Regions from separate parts of the Mus musculus genome. Here region 1 is linked to region 2. Evidence: chromatin contacts called from public promoter capture Hi-C data. All regions are on one chromosome and are shown on one strand. The core of a region is the stretch at or near the end of the contact, and the rest is flanking DNA. Distances in the headings are between cores, read along the strand shown.

Region 1 (2,700 bases), core at 76-2,575, 68 kb after region 2:
CTGTGGGAGGCCCTGGGCTGTGACTGTCCTGGAGGATGGAAAGAATGGGAGGGGAGTAGAAATGCTCTGCTCATAGTTGAGGGGCCTCAGACAACTCTGGAGAGGGTGGGAGGAGCAGCTGGAGCACTGACCTCGGCTTATGCGCTGCTTCTCCCCAGACAGAATGCCAGGACTGTCGATGATGCTGATGCTCTTCAGAACTTGGTTGGGCAGCTGTGAGCACATGAATCTGGAAGAGACAGAACAAAGTTGGGACTAGAAACTGGACCTTTCAGAAGCTCTCTACTCACTGATGTCTATAAAAAGAAGCTAGACAGACGCTAAAGATGCCTATGAAGTGGACTGTAAAGCAGGGGCTTGGAGGAAACTAAAGGTAACTTCACTGGGGTCACAGAACAAATGCCATTGCACATACAGGTGTGGAAGATGCGCTGCAACCCATTTCTTCCTGCCACTCGATCCCTTAGTGTTAACTGCGGTTTATTTATCAAACACTTGGGTGTTTTACAAATACTACCTACTTTGATCCCTAGATTAACATCCTTCTATGAATCTCACAAAGGTTAAGTACCTGAGACATTCACAGTTGAGCTTTAAACTCAGTCTGATTCCTACCCCTATGTGCCTCCTGTTCCCACCTCCTTGTCCAAGCATCCTAAGTTTCTGCTGCCTCCTTCAGGGTACACTTCTCCTAAGCTAGAATATCTGAGTTTGTTCCATCCCACTGCTCTGTGACAGCTAGATGTCCAGGGTTGGTGTCCCTTTCTGATGCCCCAATGACTCAGCATGTACTCCAAGGACACTGTGCTTCAAGCTCAGCAAAGGTCAGGTACCTCTGGGTAACATCATCCTCAGATGCTTAGGAATCCTAAGGGAGCTCTGAGAATAGGTGAGGAGATGTGGTCAACAGAGGTTCTGACCATCTTCAAGCCTCTTTCCTGGTCTCTCTCACTTGTTACCACCTCTTCCTTCTGACCAGCCACTTCTTCCTTCTGACCAGGGTCCCTGTTGCTATGCTTCCAGTTATCTGCCCAACAACTGGGAAGCAGAGTGGGATGGAAGGAAATTTTTGACTTGTTCCCTAGCAGACTTGGGCTTAGAATCTGTTCAGCCTTTGTCAATAATTTTCTGAGACCTTAGACAAAGGCCTTTCCCTGTGGACCTCAGTTTCCTTCTATGTAAAGGGAGACAACTAAACTAGATAGAATCTGCCCTGTCCTTGGGAGCTTTCCCATTGTGAGGCAATGAGTAATAGCAGGAAGTGCCTTGTTACTTCCACCCCAGGCACTGAGCCTGGTTTGGATCTTTGTTGGGTCTGTGTATGCTTTAAGGGGGAAACAGAGTGCCTCTCCTCTTCCTGTTTTAAAAGTGCCTGACTTCTGTATCTGTGTGGGCAGAGGCTTGAAAACACTTGGGAACAGCTCAGTTCTTCCATTCAGTGGAAGTGGTGGGGATTACTCAGAAAGTAAGTATGCTGGGAATGCAAGACAAGGCACAAGGCGGACTCACCCCCCCCCCCCCAGCTGTGACCAGAGCCACCATGGGCAGGGGAGGACACTCAGGCCCAAGGTGCCATCACTGACACTCATGAGAACTGTCCTTTAAGAGGCTCAGAACTAGATAGTCACACATTCTTTTTTATACTTCCAAATCAGCCCACGAGATGAAAGCAAGGTAACTCTGAAGCACGGAGCAGTTTTGACATCATGGGGTCTTGCAATAACGCTTGGCTGGCAGGAGACTACAAGCTAGTATCTCCCAAGTCAGATTAGTAGAACTCAGTGCATAAAGTTAACCTCCATATCACCACAAATAAAGCCGAGTATATGTAAGAGAAACCTTTTATTCCTCTTCTTCTCTGGCCCCTGTCATGCCCTAAGTCCACCTGCACAGTATGAGCAGGACACACAGGAGCCACCAATCACTGCTTGTCAGGTTCTCAGAGACAATCTGCTCTCTAGAACTGGGGGAGGAACAGAGCTCTGAGCACAACTTGGTGAACACTGTGTCTATCCGGAGACAACTGGCAATGTTAAACATGCCATACCTTTGTAAAACTATTTACACAAACTGTTCCCACAGGAAGGGTGATGTTTCTACAAACCACAAGCTCACACTCAGTATCAATTTTTCCAAAACACAAAATTCCTAGATTTTAGTGAGACGCTAACAGAGGGACTTACTATTCCTGCACCGCTCACTCCTGGAATGTACAGCAAGAACATGTCAGCAGGTCAGCTGTGTGAGCCACAGAGCAAGAGGCCTACTGTTGAGCTATCTCCACACAGCAGGAAGGACAACTGTCAAAAAAGGAGACCAGCAGGGCTCCAGGGGCACGGGAGAAGGGGCTGCTGAAGCCGTGTGCAGGACCGGACTCCATTCCGTCAAAGAAACTGTATGAGGTGGAGCAGGGGCAGGAGGGCAGAGAGTACAAGCAGGCACTGGATACTGAGGGTGCCACAGCAGGTATTGCAAGGTTAAGTGTACACATTTAGGCATGTTCCTAAAAGCACATTCTACTGTAATCAGGAACCCCTAAAGTTATCATGGCAATCGCCACTTAACCTTTCCATTCTGAGAGAGGAAGGTGAAAGACAAGATCTGTCATACCCCTCACAGGAGGACAGGTCAGGAGTTTTTGCTGGAACATTTCCAAGCAGAGATTTGCTGTCCCAAGATGGATTTCCTGCTCTTTCCTGG
Region 2 (2,700 bases), core at 131-2,630:
TCCAGCTTGAGGGTGGCTCTGACTGAGGAGCTCTTCGCCTTGCTGGGAGACAGGAGTAAGGGCACACTCAGCACCTTTCTTCTTACCTCAACCATCAGTGCTTTGGAGTAGGCTGGGCTGAGGCTGCAGTCACCTTGGCAACAGAGGTCAAGATCTGCTCCTGAGCCTGGACCTCAGCCCTGAAGGCCTGGTGTTTCCTCAGGTGCTTCAGATAATCCTTTAGATTCCCAAGAGGGCTCCAGGCTCTCAGTTGCTGGACCCGCTGCTGGATCCAGTCCTCAGCCTGTTGGGGGTAGGGCACAGATCCTATGATGATGCTCCATCCTGAAGTGCCTCCCCTTCCCCTTCATCCCTTTCTCCCCACCAGAAAACTCCAGGGGGTGGGCTACTGGCCTCAAGGGCAGGGCTGGCAGTATCTAATAAACAAGAACCACCATTCTAGCTCCGGAAGCCATGCTTCTGGCCAGGCTGAGCCAGGAACTTGAATGAGAGTCCATTTCAGAGGTGTGAGCCCCTTGCTCCAGGAACCCATACAGCTGTGTTCCCCTGCCTATAGCTCTTCTTTGTCTTGGCTCTGCTACTGCTCGGTAAACATGAGTCTTAGCCCAAGGGGCTGCCAATCAAATATTCTGGGCTCCAGCCTGGCCCTTGGAATGCCATTTATGGTGTTATGTTGTTATGTTGTTACAGTGTTATGGTGTGAATGTCACCTCAAACTGTACAACGTAATAGGCAATGGACAGGGAATGGTCCTCTGACCTGGGTTGCTGCCCTGACAAAGTTGCCTATCATCAGGGAGGTGTGCAGAGCCTGGCCCCGGCTCTCTGCCAGTTCCTTCACTTGAGCCCGGTGCTCCAACATGTGGCAAAACAGGTTCTGCCCCTTAGGGCTTGAAATCGTCTTTAGCTGCTCATTCAGAGCCGACTCCTGTGGACAGACACAGCCTGCTGGTCTACTCTGGCAACCTGACTATCGACTTTCCCTTAGTTCTGCATGGTTAAGGGCTGGCTAATGGCCCTGAAAATAGCCAAAACTGATCTTCTTTCAGTGACCTGAGAATAAGTAAATGCTCCCCAGGGGTCCCTGCAGTGTGAACCTCCCCAGCCTGAGTCTTTTCTTGAGCCATATGTACAATTCTATCCCTAGTTCTACGGACAAATCAGTGCTGTTTCTGAGCATACCCCCAGCCACCGACACCCTTCTTGAAGACTCACTCCCCCATCAGCAACTATGTTCAGGCCTGTCACCTTCTTGTCCTGGAGAGCTAGCACTTTCTGGAAGATCACGTGCTTTCGGATCAACTGCTCCACTTCTTCCACTGAGCTCCCCAGGCCACTGGCTTTTAGGAATGCCTAGATCAGTCCACGGAAAGGTCAGAGGCTCTGAGGGCTGCCAGCACAGCCGAGACAACACCCCTGGGGCCTGAGTAGCGCTGATCTGAACACGCACGCAAGCATGGGAGCAGTAAAAGGAACTGGAGCCCAGGTTGGAGGCCAGCAAGACAAAGTGGAGGTTATGTGCAATCTATTTAACTCCATGGGTCTCAGCTGCATGGGGAAAAGCAGTGTTAGCTCTGGCCTGGGTGTGCTAGTAGAGACCATCATGGTACCCTAGTGATCTACACTAGTCACCCGGGAGGACTCACCCATAGCCTTTTGCTCCATGTCCAAAAAAAAAAAAAAAAAGCCAAAGACCCCGGAGGAAAGGGAGGAGCAGTCAGGCAGGGAAGAGGATCAGGATAGGGAATATTAGGGCTGTGGCTGTGGCTGCAAGACCTGCCTCCTGGGCTGTGAGGACCTCCACTAGGTGGCCGCATTGCCTGAGGAGGTGCTGTTCTTGAAGCATGGCCTGCAGCTTCTCTTGCTTGAGTGCCCAGGCCTGGAACACTTGGTCGCGTTCCTCCTGTAGGGTTCGAAGCCCATCCTGGACCTGAAGATGATGTGGGAAGCCGGGGTGGAGGAGGGGCACTAATAGATCCCAAGAGAAACCTTTGAGGAGAGACTGATGGAAGCAACAGGGGGTGGGGGTGGGAAGGAGGCAGCCTAAGGGAGGGCAGGGTAGGCTGGGAGCTTGGGGAAATGCCCACCTTAGCGGGTGTTCCTGCTGCCAGCAGAGCTTGCTGGCCCATCTTAGTGGCCCGTTGCTGCAGCTCCTCCTTGGCTTTCAGTTCTGCCCACAGCCATTGATGGGCTCTGAGCCTGAGCAAAAGGCTGTGGGGTTCCCAGGAGGCCTCCTCCATCTGTAGCTCCTGATGCACGCTGGCCGCCCAGGAGGTATAGTCCCTCACCTGACCCCAGAAGACAAGAGGAGCCGTTGAGAGGAGGCTGATGACAAACAACTGCAGCCAGCCTGAACCCGTGCGTATATAGAGACATCAAGCTGTCTGACTCAGGGCTTGTGGCAAGACTACACGTCCCTGTCACTTGGTTTCTCTGCCACCATCCATCCCAGCCCTCCCAGGGCCACGGACCCTTGCTCTTGCCCCTTCCGATACATTTTCCCTCCAGAATGGGGGGGCCTCGGTGCATGTGCACATCTGTACACACATGCACCCCTCCCAAGGGAAGAAAGCCCTCACCGCTGTGTGGAACCGGACCAGGAGATATCCTCGTTCCAATTGAGCCTTGCGCTGCTCCATGCGCAGCTGGAGGGCCTCCCAAGCTTGGGTCACAGCTTGCTGCTTTTGCTGGACAGCGGCAA

What was found. Capture Hi-C pulls out chosen DNA fragments and counts their contacts.
Region 1: a contact with region 2 is called in a promoter capture Hi-C map of adipose tissue. The contact joins two enhancer-like sites. A contact is called at or near these places in 1 of 484 Hi-C or Micro-C datasets (muscle stem cells), 3 of 115 datasets of contacts at active chromatin or transcription factors (double positive thymocytes, embryonic stem cells and heart atrium) and 3 of 9 other capture datasets (adipose tissue, liver and pancreatic islet).

Annotation. Positions count from the first base shown.
Region 1 is chr2:120,127,461-120,130,160 of GRCm38.p6, forward strand. It overlaps Ehd4 (EH-domain containing 4), which reads right to left. Exons shown (of 6, transcript NM_133838.4): 3 at 132-229. Among named protein-coding and RNA genes, the nearest start is that of Ehd4, 26 kb to the right of the region's middle. Within about 2 kb of position 1,326, at least 144 of the 459 cell types and tissues checked have an H3K27ac peak or open chromatin away from gene starts, as enhancers often do. A contact at or near this core is called in adipose tissue, where this site is marked.
Region 2 is chr2:120,059,506-120,062,205 of GRCm38.p6, forward strand. It overlaps Sptbn5 (spectrin beta, non-erythrocytic 5), which reads right to left. Exons shown (of 67, transcript NM_001370938.1): 34 at 2,579-2,700; 35 at 2,087-2,287; 36 at 1,780-1,929; 37 at 1,248-1,352; 38 at 760-927; 39 at 134-283; 40 at 1-42. The region is part of intron 1 of Gm52559 (a long non-coding RNA gene); the gene reads left to right. Among named protein-coding and RNA genes, the nearest start is that of Gm52559, 10 kb to the left of the region's middle. Within about 2 kb of position 1,381, at least 30 of the 459 cell types and tissues checked have an H3K27ac peak or open chromatin away from gene starts, as enhancers often do. A contact at or near this core is called in adipose tissue, where this site is marked.